Regions from separate parts of the Ovis aries genome. Here region 1 is linked to region 2. The links are chromatin contacts, called in public Hi-C maps. All regions are on one chromosome and are shown on one strand. The core of a region is the stretch at or near the end of the contact, and the rest is flanking DNA. Distances in the headings are between cores, read along the strand shown. Region 1 holds the start of PNMA8B (PNMA family member 8B). Region 2 holds the start of HIF3A (hypoxia inducible factor 3 subunit alpha).

Region 1 (6,269 bases), core at 1,741-4,240, 140 kb before region 2:
GGCTAGGCAGGACAGATTGGGGTTCCCAATGCCCTGCCTGGCTGGTCCTTGCTCTCTAATTTTCTACTCTGCCTCTGGGACCATGTTCCCTCTCTGCTCTGGCTCACTCTGATCAGGAGAGAAATGAGGGAGAATTCCATCTGCGGCCAGAAAATGGAACAAAGATCCATTGCACCTGTCTTTCGGGACTAAATGTGGGCTTAAGTACGAAGAGAAACTGGAATTATGCAAGAAAGATGGCGGGGGCCTAGAATAGAAGCTGCCATAGTCAGTGGTGATGAAAACCACTTTTAAAACGATGCTCTCTGTGTGTATGTTACATGGAGTTAGGGTCTGAGCTGAGATCACTGTGAACTGATTTTTTTTGTATAGGTGTGAATGCCTGGAGGGATCCCCCAAAGTAGGGGAAGATGTGGATCGGTTCAAAGTTCATGACTGTTCCTGGCAGCCTACACACAGGCTTCCCAAATGGGGCACTAAACGCTTCAGGTGCCCAGATCACGTTTACAAACTGCCCTCCAGAGGTCAAACTGCTGTTAATAGAAACTCCTGAAATATACGTCAGGGACTTGCCTCTGAATCTTAATCTCTTTCTACTTCTTCACCCCTCCCACCACCAGCTGACAACCATTGGTCTGTTTTCCGTATCTGTAACTCTGATTCTGTTTTGTTGTGTTTGTTCATTTGTTTGTTTGTTTTTAGATCCCACATATAAGTAAAATAATACAGTATTTGTTTTTCTCTGACTTATTTTGCTCAGCACAATACCATCTAGGTCCATCAGTGTTATCTCAAATGGCAAGATTTTTTACTTTTTAAAATGGGTCTTTAAATAATAAATTCCATTATATTTAGTGGCATATTACTCAACCATATATATATATATATATATATAATCTTCTTTATATATAAATACATGTGTAAATACTCTATATATTATAATATACAATAAAGATGAAGGAATCTTGTTTATCAATTCTATCCATTCATCTGTTAATGGGCACTTAAGTTGCTCCCATATCTTGGCTATTGTAAATAATGAATAATGTAAATAATTGAAAATCTATTCCTAAAATTCATTTCCCCTGTTTTTTATATATTGAAGGTAGCCGTTAGCAAACTTATGTATTACACACGTGGCTTGCCTTGGGGGCTCGCATTATATTTCTTTCAGACCACACTGCTCTAGAGAGAAGACTGACACCCATTTGATGGAAAGGAAAGGAAAAGGGAGAAGCAGGGGAAATGAAAGCTGGGGGGCAGGTAGGAGAGTGAGTAAGCAGTTTGGTTTGTCCTAGAACCAGTTGCCATGGTAACCTTGCAATAAACTCTCTTCCTACATTAAAAACAAAGCAAAACAAAAATGAAGTGTTTGGGTTTCTTTTTTTAAAAAATTTCCTTCTTTATATATTTATTTGACAATTAAATGTATATATCTATATTAAATGATTGTATAAAGGGTCAAGAAAGAATGAATTCCCATCGCCATCTTTCAGGGAGCACCAGCTCTGGGCCAACCTCTGTTCCAAGGGCTTTCGTGGATCATCCTGTTTAATCCCCATAAGGATCCTATGAAAGTGAAAAGTGAAAGCGTTAGTCACTCAATCATGTCTGACTCTTTGCCACCCCATGGAGTGTAGCCTGCCAGGTTCCTCTGTCCATGGGATTTACCAGGCAAGAATACTGGAGTGGGTTGCCATTCCATTCTCCAGGGGGTCTTTCCAACCCAGGGATCAAACCTGGCTCTCCCACGTTGCAGGCAGATTCTTTAACATCTGGGCCACCAGGGAAGCCCAAAGATCCTATGAGTAGGGTTAATGGTTATGTCCATTTCACAGAGGAGCAAACTGAGGTGTAGAGAAGCCCAGGAAACTTCCCAGAGTCATGGTGAGGGCAGCAGTGGAAACCCAATGGCTGGGCCACAGTGCCTGATTCATGTAGAGTTGGGGTGAGGGTTAGCAAGGATGATAAAGGGGAAGTGTGTTCCCAGTAGCTATGACATTCACCCATCCCAGCCTATGGACCCAGTCAGGATCACGGTCTTCTTCCGGAAGTGATGTCTGATTTCACTGCTGATCACACCCACACAGGAACCATATGCAAAAATACGTAGTTAATAGTAGGTGCATGGTTAAGGCTACAGAAACATCTGTAAGAGTGAGGCCTCACTGAGCGAGGCCAGACCCCATCAGTGAGGGCTGTGGACCCTAAAGGATGCCAGCACCTCGCAGCCGAGGCCTGTGTATCCCTACTGAAGCCGATTTCCACTGAGTGAGGCCTGAAAACTCTGGGCGTGGCTTGCACCTCAAGAGTGAGTCCTGATTCCACCGTGGGCAGCCAGAGGCTCTTGATCTACGTCTCTGCAGCCTGAACCCCACCTGTACACGGCGGAAGGCTGGAAGCGTCTACCCCTGAAGGAGATCGCGGGTCTCCCTAACTGCTGTCTTGCCCCCTGTGATTATGGCCTTTGGTGTGTGGTGGGGGGCTCATCACTGATGGTGATCCCAACTCCCAGAGCCTTCCTTTGCTTGGGCTCGTCTAGAGCTGGATCCCTTCAGACCCCAGCAACTGCGACCCAGGCTGCAGCCCTGGCGTTGCCATGGTGACGCGGCCCAGCTGGTAGCAGGGGCGAGCCTGTGTGCGCAGGCTCAGGGCCGAGTAGCCGCCTCCGCGCGGAACTGCAGAGACTGAGCGGAGGCCGCATGGCCAGACATGGCCCTGGCGCGGCAAGGGGGACGCGCCTCTCCCCGCGGCTCTAGGTGCCGACCGCGCAGCCTTCCCCAACAACTGGCCCGGGCGCCGCCGTGTCACCCCGCCTCGGTCAGGCACAAAGGGCGGAGCGGAGGGGCCGGTGGCATCTCTGGATTTGCCACGCAAACTCCCTGTGGGTGCTAGGAACCCCATGAGGAGGGGGGCCTCAGGAAGGGCCGCCGGGTCGGCCGCCCAGAAGCAGCAGGAGCCCGAAGGTCACGTTCATCTGAACCTGAACTCCAGGACCCACGGCTCTGTTCCAGGGTGGCATTTGCCCAGGACCCCGCAGCCCACGTGCGCCTCGGGCTCCCTCCTGCTCCGCGATCAGCGCCAGAGGCACCATGGCCACGGGCCCTTTGGGGGGACTGGTGCAGGGGGCTGGCCCTGTACGTGCACGGGGCCTCCCAGAGGACGTGGAGCCGGCGGCCATCCAAGCGGTCCTGCAGCCGGTCTTCCTGCCCCAGGGCACGTTCGGGCTGAGGAACGCCACGTCCATGAGGGTCGAGAAGGCCAAAGCCACCGTAATGGAGTTTGTGGAGAACATTAATCACAGCGCCATCCCCGGGGAGATCCGGGCAGGGACGGCGTCAAGAGGGTTCTGTGCAAGGAAAGCGCGGAGGACACGAGGGTCCTGAGGCAGATGAGACGGTCGCTGCTGGATGAACTCCCCTCCTCCCGAGGCGGCAGTGGCCAGGGTCTCTGGGGACAGGTCCACTCCTCCCGATTCGGAGACTCAGCTTCGAGGGTCGGGGCCGACGGTCAGGGAGGCTGACCCCGCTCCTGGGGCGGCTAGAACGTCGCGTCGTCGAGATCGCGGAAACGGAACCAGAAGGAGCAGGCGGACACAGACGGGCAGAAGAGGGACCGTGCAGGGCGGCCATCCACATCGGGAAGCGGGATTCGGAAGACTCTTCTGAGGAGAGCCTGGGGCTCGCGATCCAGGAGATGGACCGGGAGGACCTAAGCGGGGATGAGGGTCATAGCAGGCTGCAGGCCTCCGCGGAGGAGTTCCTTAGGTAGTGGGCCCTCCAGAGCCAAGGAGATGACGAGCAAGGTCCTCCGTGAGTTCTTGGCCCTGGCAACGGTGATGGACAAAGCCAAAAAAAGAGGAGAAAGATTCCCCTTTAGGGCGGGGGTCGACTTATCGGCCATTCTGGCAGTGGGAGACGCGTCTGATGAGGAGACCGCGGACAGCGACGCCTCCCAAAGGAGTCCCAGGAAAACGGGGATCAAGAAAAAGAGAGGGTGGACAATCCTGAGTTTGTGGCCCTTGTGCCTCATACAGACCCCTCTGCCCAGGACGAGGTGTTGAAAATGGCTTCTGGGATGGAGTCGCTGGGCTGAAGGACAAGGAAGACAAGAGGCCTTGCTCGAGGTCTTGTCCGTCAGGGCCGAGGACGCTTGGAACCGCGTGAAGGTGCAGGAGGCAGGCTGCCAGGTGGCCGCCGTGGTCCTGAGGAAGGCCAGCGACAACACCTGCTGGAATGAATGCGTCTCCCCACCAAGACTGAGCCCCAGACCCCCTTCAAGGGCAAGAAGGCTCCCCGGGGCGCTCTCGGGAGCTGGGGGGGATGAGAGGAAGAGGTGGGGCCGAGGGCTCCTGGAGCTCGCGGCGCTCCGGGGAACTACGACGTGGCTGAGGTGATGGAGGAAGAAAAGGAAAAGGCCTGGGAGGGCGGGAGGTTGAAACTGTCCAAAGGCCACCTGGGGGAGGTCTTGGCGCTGCAGGCGGCCCGCGGGAACAGGTAGTGGGAGGAGGCGTCGGAGGGGGTTTAGGACACAGGCTCGGAAGAGGCGCCGGAGAATGCGGAGAGCGGAGTCCGAGTCCGAGGACCGGGCTTCCAGGAAGCGCCTGGACCAAGCGGGCCCGCACGGCCTGCAGGGCCCTGGGTCGAGCAGGCGGCGTCAGCTCCCGCCCCATCGGGGAACACGCAAAACCCGAGAGGAGGGGAGCGGCGGCCGAGCCTGGAGGGGCGCCCTCCCGAGACGAAAGCCCAGGAGGCGACGGCGGGAAGCAAGAGCAGGAAGGGGCGCGCGGGAGCCGGGACGCAGGCCGAGGCCGGCCCAGGGCTCAGCCGCCCGCGGGCTCCAAGTCGGCGCGTGGGAAGAAGACTGGTTGGGGCAGGAGGCTGCACCACATGTGCCGCTAGGGCCGCTCCTAGGGGGCGAGGCTGCAGCTGCCGGTGGGGCCCCAGCTCGGCGCTCCCTCCGCTCTCCCCGCCGTGGTGGCAGCTCTGGCCGAACCATGCATTCCCGGCTCTTCTCTGCGCGCAGCCCACCGCTCGCTCTCCAGTCTTTTCAGTCCCTCCTTTGCAGGTGGCGCGAGCGATCCTGACGCAAGAAGAATGTAACTGTAATGAGCGCCCGTGGAGGCAGCAGCCCCAGGTGACGGGGCGGTCTCAGGGCCCACCCAGCGGGCTTGGCTTTGGGTCTCCTGGCTCAGCACAGGGGCGAGTGTGTCCGCGGACACCGGGCACCAGGGGAGGCCCGCAGTGCCGGGCGTTCTTTCTTGTTCTCGGTGGAGCCCTGATCCCTTCCAGACTCATGCTTCTGGCCATCGTCCGTGAGCCTCTGTTCCTCATTCCAATCTGATGGGGGCTGGCCTGTGTGATGGAGGTTCCAGCCGGGCAAGAGGAGTGTCAGGATGCAGCTGAGCCAGGAAGCTAAACCTCCTGCTCGGGGTGGGGAGGAGAGGATTCCAGGAAGAGAAGCCTGAGAGGCAGGGGGGGTGTGCTCCTGGGGGAGGGGAGAAGAGGTGGGGGAGGGGAAGGGAGGGGTGGAGACCAGCCACAGGGGCAGGGGAGGAGGGGAAGGAGAGGGAAAGTCCCTGCCCATCTGAAGTGCAGCTGGTACAAACGCACCAGCTTCTCAGGGCCAAGGCCTCCTGCTGGTGTCTACAGGCTGAATCTGACACTCGACCTGCAGTGTTTTCAAACAATGGGACTTCTTAGCAACACTTTCAATTTGGGACAATTCACATACGGTGTGTTGGCTTTTCTCTGCAGTACCAAGCAGTGCACCTCCCCCAGGATGTCCCACCAACTCTCCCCTACCCACCTCCCGTGGGGTGACAGTCCCCTGGGCGCTGGAGGGAAGGGGTGAGGCGGGCGGTTGCCTGGTGGAAGCGCACTCAGGAGGCAGAACATCCCGTGCAAAAGCCCCAAGCCACTGTGGAGATTGGGGTTTATTCATGTGTAACTCTTGAAGCCTCGGGTGCCAGGATTCCCTGCTGGGCATAGAGGGACCATGTCTCCAAATAGGCCACCTGCCTTCACAGGGCTGCCCGTCTAATTACATTCCACGTGACTGGAGTTGTGAACTCTGCCGGGGTCCCTGGGGTCGGAGCGTGCAGACATGCCGGGAGCGTGTCCCCTTCCCGGTCCTGGGATCCCTAGGAGGAAGCTGTCCCGCCCCTCGGTCTGCTCAAACGGAGAGAGTGGCATCCTGAGATTCTCGGGAGTGTCATCTGGTCCTGAAAGGGCCCGGAGGGAGAAGCCAGACACCGATGAGCTTTTCCC
Region 2 (6,651 bases), core at 3,981-6,480:
CTCAGATTTGTGTTCACTGAGTCAGTGATGCTATCTAACCATCTCATCCTCTGCTGCCCCCTTCTCCTTTGACCTTCAATTATTCCCATGATCTCCAGTGAGTTGGCTATAAATGGCAACCCACTCCAGTATCCTTGCCTGGAAGACCCCGTGGACATATGAAAAACCATTAATAAGCAGCTATAATTTGCTAAGTATTTATGAGTCTGACATTGCACTAAGTAAGGATTCAGCCTACGTGTACTCATTCAATCCTAAGAAAGCCCTAGGCAGGGACTCCCCTGGTGGTCCAATGGTTAAGAATCCACCTTCCAATGCAGGAGACAAGAGTTTGATCCCTAGGAGGGGAACTAAAATCCCACATGCTATGGGATAAATAAGACCAGAGGCAGCCAAATAAATAACTTTTCTTTTAAAAAAGAAAGCCTAGGCTCTGAAACCTCCATTTCACAAAGGGGAAACTGAGACTGAAAAAGTAAGTCCTTCGCCCCCAGAGTCATAAAGCCATTAACTGGAAGAGTTGGGATCTGAACTCAGGCAGTGAGATTTCATTCTTCTTCATTCTTCTAATTCCTTTCTTATGAATCAACAACCCCCCAACCCCTACCCCCGGCCCGGCCCCTTCCACAACCTCCATGGAAGCAAAACCTGAGAAAGGGAAGCTGACCTTCCTAAAAGCCAGAGGCCATTTCTGGGGCATCAACTGCACACCCAAACAGGAGCCCTGCAGCGCCACCCCCAGGCACAATGGAGGGAGGCGTGTGGTGCCTCCTGTCTCTCTACAGATGGGAAAAATCTCATGCAAGTGGGAGGGAGGCGCAGAAGGGGACAGGCTGGGTGGAGGGGTGGAGGGAGCCAGCAACTGCCCTCATCCCCTCCCTCCTGGCTGGCGGGGGGCAGGGGCCTCCAGTCCTTCTCTGCCCAGAGGACATTCCGTCCTCCTGTCCCGTTCTGTTCCAGCCTTGTTTGTCTTCCTGCCCAGAGGGTGGGGGTGGGCGGGCCTCACTGAGCTGGGGGCCCAGACGGAGGGAACAGGGAATGGGAACAGGGACGGGGGGTAAGGGTGGGGTTGGCCCCCCCACCTCCCGGGCAGCTGGGCTCTACACTCCTCTCTGTGGCCGACTCCTTCTCCCTTCATAGAAGGAGCTAGCTGGTGGCTGCGGCGGGACCCTCCCTCTGGCTTCCAGCCTGCTCTCCGGATATTCTGACAGCAAATGTGGGTGGGCCTCTCCTGGTCTCTGGCCTTTCCCCGTATTTATTTACATATTTTAATTTTATTATTATTATTAAAGTTTTTATTGAATTTGTTACAATGTTGCTTCTGTTTTCTTGTTTTGGGGTTTTTCTTTGGCCCTGAGAAGAAAATGGCAACCCACTCCAGTGTTCTTGCCTGGAGAATCCCAGGGACGGGGGAGCCTTGGTGGGCTGCCGTCTCTGGGGTCGCACAGAGTCGGACACAACTGAAGCGACTTAGCAGCAGCAGCAGAGGCATGTGGGGTCATAGCTCCCTGACCAGGGATGGAACCCCTACCGGCTGCATTGGAAGGCGAAGCCTTAACCACTGAACCACCACGGAAGTCCCTGGCCTTTCTCTTTAAACAGACTTGGGGCTAATTCCTCTGGTTCAGCATTCCAGTCTTGACTCCATGATCTATTAGCTGTGTGACTTTGGACAAGTGGCACGGCCTCTCTGCGCCCAAGAACAGCACAAATACTCATGGGGCTGTTGTGAAGACTAAATGAGTTACTGTATGTCAAGGGCTTAGAATTGAGGCTGGCAATTGGTCAATGCTATATAAAGGTTCAACTCTTTGCGACCCCATGTACTGCAGCAGAATTCTCCAGGCAAGAATACTGGAGTGAGTTGCCACGCCCTTCTCCAGGGGATCTTCCCAACCCAGGGATCGAACCCAGGTCTCCTGCATTGCAGGCTGATTCTTTACTGTCTGAGCCACCAGGGAAGCCCAAGAATACTGGGGTGGGTGGCCTATCCCCTTCCCCAGGGGATCTTCCCAACTCAGGCATCGAACCTGGGTCTCCGGCATTGCAGGCAACTTTTATTATTCCCTCTTTGTCCACATCAGGGATGGAAGGCTTAGGAGGCTCGTAGGCTCTGGAGAAACCTTTGGGCTTCGGTGGTAACCCCATGGTGTGTTGTGTTGTGCGTGTGCAATCACACGTGACTTTTACACAATACTTTGAGAAAAAGACTAAATCATAGTGATACTAATAATAATGATAGCGCTGGTGTATTGAAAACTTATGAGCTTAGAGATCCCATTAACTCCCTTCAACAACCCTGCTGCTGCTGCTGCTGCTAAGTTGCTTCAGTCATGTCCGACTCTGTGCGACCCCATAGACGGCAGCCCACCAGGCTCCTCCATCCCTGGGATTCTCCAGGCAAGAACACTGGAGTGGGCCGCCATTTCCCTCTCCAATGCATGAAAGTGAAAAGTGAAAGTTAAGTCGCTCAGTCATGTCTGACTCTTAGTGACCCCATGGACTGCAGCCCACCAGGTTCCTCCGTCCATGGGAGTTTCCAGGCAAGAGTACTGGAGTGGGGTGCCATTGCCTTCTCCTTCAACAACCCTAAGCACCTGGAAAAGTGATCTCCCTTTTACAGAGTCAGAAACTGAGTCTCCAAGCAATTGCATTATCAGCCCAAGTAACCAAGCTGGTAATCCCAGGACCCTCCACCAATGCGCAGCAGCTATGCTCAACGCTTCTGTGAATCCAATCACGCATTTGCTTTTGCCCAGAATCCTGTCTGACTTGAACAGTTTATTGCCCACCTATGGAGTATTCTGCCTCAAAGGTCTGTCCCATTACCACTCATCATCTAGATCTGGTGCAGAAGATGGGAAGTAGAACCTTCATTTTCCAGGCTATGAAACTGAGGCTCAGAGAGCAGCCTGCTGGCATAAAGCCACACAGCCGGGAAGCTGGTGAGATACGATTTGAACCCTGATTTTGGGGCCTGGGCTTTTAAGTGCCATGCCTTGGTGAGCATGCCACCCAAAGGACCCCTCTCCAGCCCCTCCACCACCCAGTGGACCCCTGTCCTTTCCCCTGCTCCCACCCCTGCTGCCTCCGGATTTCCCCAGCTGGCCCCATGCCCAGCCCTGGTCCAGCCCCTTGGCACTCTGCCCAGGTTGAGACGTGCAGCTGGAGCCCTGCCACCCTTCCTCTGTGTTCCAGCAGAGAACAGGGGGTGGAGCCAGACTGGGAGGCCCCAGGGTAAGGCCTGGGATGGGGACTAGGGCCTGGTGCCCCCCCTACCAGGAGACGGAGAAGCCCACTTCTTCCCTGTCCTGAAGAAATTGCCCCTGAGAGCAAAGGAACGGAGAAAGTGGGGACACTGGCCCCACATTCGGGGCTGCTCCTGGGCCTCTCCTGACAATCAACTGGGTATTGGGGGTCTTGCAAAAAGTATAGAGGATCTGGGGGGCCTTAGGCTGAACCCATGCAAGGATCCTCTTGGCAATGCCCTGAGGTGGCCTGAAAAGGCCAGAGGCAGGGTTTGGGTTGGAGAAGGGACTTGGGGCAGGGGGTTGGGAGAGTCTCTCTACTCCTGACTCTGCGCATTCCCAAGGACCTGGTAATCCAGTGGGGTGCCTGTACCCCAAGTTCTCTGTTCTCTGGGAACCCTCTGACCTAGGAGACACCCAGGGCCAAGTGCCCATCGGGGCTTCCCGAGAATCACCTTTGCCTGGGGTGGGATGGCAGTTAGCCAGAGCTGGAAGAGGGGGAAGGAAGTATGGGGGCCCACTCACCATCACCCAGACCCTCTTTGGCCCAAATGCCATCCTAAGGGTGCAGGAGGGGATGGAGCGTGGCTGGGATCCGGGTGCAAGTTATGAGTGGGTGGTGCGCAGGCTCAGATGACACCAAAGGAAAGGGCTGTCCTTAGATGGGGAGGGGGTGAGCGCCCCCAGCTCAGCCAAGAGGGGCCCCCACCCAGCCAGGAGGGGCTGGGCCAGGGCTGGCCCAGAAAGGGTGGGATAGAGTTTCCCTGGCAGGCCCAGAGCCAGAGACTAGAATAGAATTGGTGGGGGAGTATAGGTGAGGGGGGGAGGGATGTGAAAACATGGGGGTGTAGACAGATCCAATCAGACCTGTGAAGCCAGGGAGGAGGGAAGGGGGTGAGGCTTCCTGGACGCCTCAGATTGGACGGGAGAAATCAAGGGCTTGAGATACTTTCCGGGGTTCCATGCAAACATGGCCAGACAGGACCCCCTGGCTGTGGACCCAGAACACCAGTTCCCTGTGCTGCCCAGCAGGTCTGCACCTGTTGGGAAGGGAACACAGAAACCCACTCCCTGCCCAGGATGACCTAGCTGGCTGCTGCAGCAGGGGGCGCACCCATCACAGCTCGCACTGAAGCAGGCATAGCACCCTCTCTGGGGTCTTCCCAAATAAGGCTTGGGTGCCGCTTCCCACTGTCAAAGGGACTGGGTGGGGTTGGAGGAGTCAGATAAGAGGCTAGACTTTGGGAAGTGGGTCAGGCTGTTTTCCTATTATTAAAGGGATGACCCTACCTTTCACAAGAATACAAGGAAAGCCCTTGGGAAGGGTCCCCCAGGTGGCTCCTGAATCTGCCTATTCCTAGGCAACCCAAGGTTTGGGAAACAGTATCAGGGAGGGTCCAGTTACGGAGGTTCCCTCTTGAATCAATAGCCGACTCCCAATTCCAAGGGATTCCGTTTATCTGGGAAGGCTCAATTCGGGGCCGTCCTGTATCTCCTAGGACCCCAGGGGTCTTGCGTCAAAGAACAGCCTCAATTCTGGGGGCTCGGAGGCCAGAAAAGTTACTTACTCTGAAGAGGGAAAATGCCTCCCGCAGAAGCCTGGGAACTGCTCAAATGCAACCGCCCCAATTCCGTGGGGACCCCGAGTTTCACCCCTAATCAGAAAGGGAAGCGAACCCGGAGCAGCAGGAAACCGGGGATCAAGACCCCGAAGTCGCTCCTGGCTAGAGGGGCGTGGCAGCCTGGACTTGGGGGAAATGCCCCCACCCCTGCTATCCCCTAGGGTGGAGGGTGCGGCGGGGATGTGCCTGCAACCGCCCGTCCGAGGGCACCCTAGGCTTGCACCCGCTCCTTCCCCTCCCGGCTCAGGGGTCGCTGGAAGAAGAGCCCCCAGTTCTCATCACTCCTGCCCGCGAAGCCCAGTACCTTGCGCGCTGTAGTCCCAGCGCCATGACTCGCCAGTCGCAGCTCCGGAGCCCTTCGAGGCCCCTAGCCCCCTCCCCTGCCCCGCGAGCCCCCTCCTCAGCCCCTCCTCCCGCTGCACGGTTGGCTGCCCCGCGCCCTGCCCGCGGCTCTGATTGGCTGATGGGTCAGTCACTTCCAAGAAAGAGGCGGGACCAGAGACCGAGCCTTAGAACGCCAGGCGTGTGTGTGTGCAGGGGGCGGGTACCGAGGAATACACACACACACACCGCCACACCCCTTGCCGCGGACTTCTAGGCAGTGTCACCCGCACGGTGCACAGTCGGCGGGCCTCGCCTTCTGGCCCAGTCTATCCCGCCAAGTTCCGACACCGACACTCTTCTGAACCCACCTAGTTCGCTCTGTCCCTCACACCCCAGCCCCCACCGTCTAACTCCCACCCCCGGCTCACCCCTCCACTTTCTACCCCCAGATGGGCCCCTCCGACTTCCAATCCCACCCCCTCCAGTGGCCAAGCCCTGCCTCCGGAGTCGCCCAGCTCCACCTACTCTGTCTCGTCTTCCCCATCCACCGAGCCCCCCGCTTTTCCTCTTCGCCCCCAACTCCCAACCCCACCCACCCCAGTTCTACAGTCCCTCCCCTTCTGTACCGCACCGTCCCCTCTCAGTTCCCTGCCCCTTCCTTCCACCCGCTCATCCCTCCGTCTCGCCCCCATACCCCCTGGTCCGCGCTCCTCTGGTCTGGCACCCCTCAGTCCCCAACCCCGCCTCCTTGCCTCTTGAACTCTCTTTGCAGGTTCTCTCTGGTGAGTGATTAAGTTTATGTCAGGCAAATTTTCAAAACTCAATCACACCCACTCTTCAGAAGAGCGGAGATGTGGTAGCTTTCTACCAGTGAAATAAGTAAGAAGGTAGACAGGGAGTGTTACAATTGGCTAAAGTGGGTGTTAATCCACCGCAGGTCAATATTCTGGATACAGCTTTGGGCAGAGAAAAGGACACTATAGCAGAAGTCTGTGGATTTTGCCCACCCTAGTATCCCGTTCAGTTTTCTTTTGGGGAACTTCTTCTCTCTTCTTTATTTATTTATTAAATACTTTTACTTATTTATTTATTTGGCCGCACCGGGTCTTAGTTGCAGCACATGGGATCTCTAGTTGCAACATACGAACTCTTAGTTGCAGCATGTAGGATATAGTTCCCTGACCAGAGATCAAACCCAAGCCCACATGCATTGGGAGTGCAGAGGTTCAGCCATTGGACCACCAGGGAAGTCCCTCGGTCTATTTAATTTGAGCAGGACTGGCCGTAACCCTCCCATCACCAGCTCCAGGGACTGGTGATAGGTTGGTTTAGTCACTAAGTCATGTCAGACTCTTGCAACCCCATGGACTGTAGCCCACCAGACTCCTCTGTCCATGGGATTTCCCAGGCAAGAACACTGAAGAGGGTTGCCATTTCCTCCTCCAAGGGATCATCTC

Evidence for each region. A called contact is a pair of places that touch in the nucleus more often than the background predicts.
Region 1: a contact with region 2 is called in a Hi-C map of mixed tissues, with 3 times the contacts expected there. The contact joins the promoter of PNMA8B here to the promoter of HIF3A in region 2. A contact is called at or near these places in 2 of 16 Hi-C or Micro-C datasets (hypothalamus and mixed tissues).

Annotation. Positions count from the first base shown.
Region 1 is chr14:53,473,996-53,480,264 of ARS-UI_Ramb_v3.0, reverse strand. It overlaps PNMA8B (PNMA family member 8B), which reads left to right and starts at 2,990. Exons shown (of 11, transcript XM_015100610.4): 1 at 2,990-3,318; 2 at 3,321-3,418; 3 at 3,420-3,646; 4 at 3,648-3,810; 5 at 3,812-3,956; 6 at 3,959-4,085; 7 at 4,087-4,249; 8 at 4,252-4,565; 9 at 4,567-4,720; 10 at 4,723-4,813; 11 at 4,816-5,135. The coding sequence starts at 3,093. The coding sequence ends at 4,901.
Region 2 is chr14:53,340,557-53,347,207 of ARS-UI_Ramb_v3.0, reverse strand. HIF3A (hypoxia inducible factor 3 subunit alpha) reads right to left here and starts at 5,230. Exons shown (of 15, transcript XM_012190565.3): 1 at 5,175-5,230. The coding sequence starts at 5,200.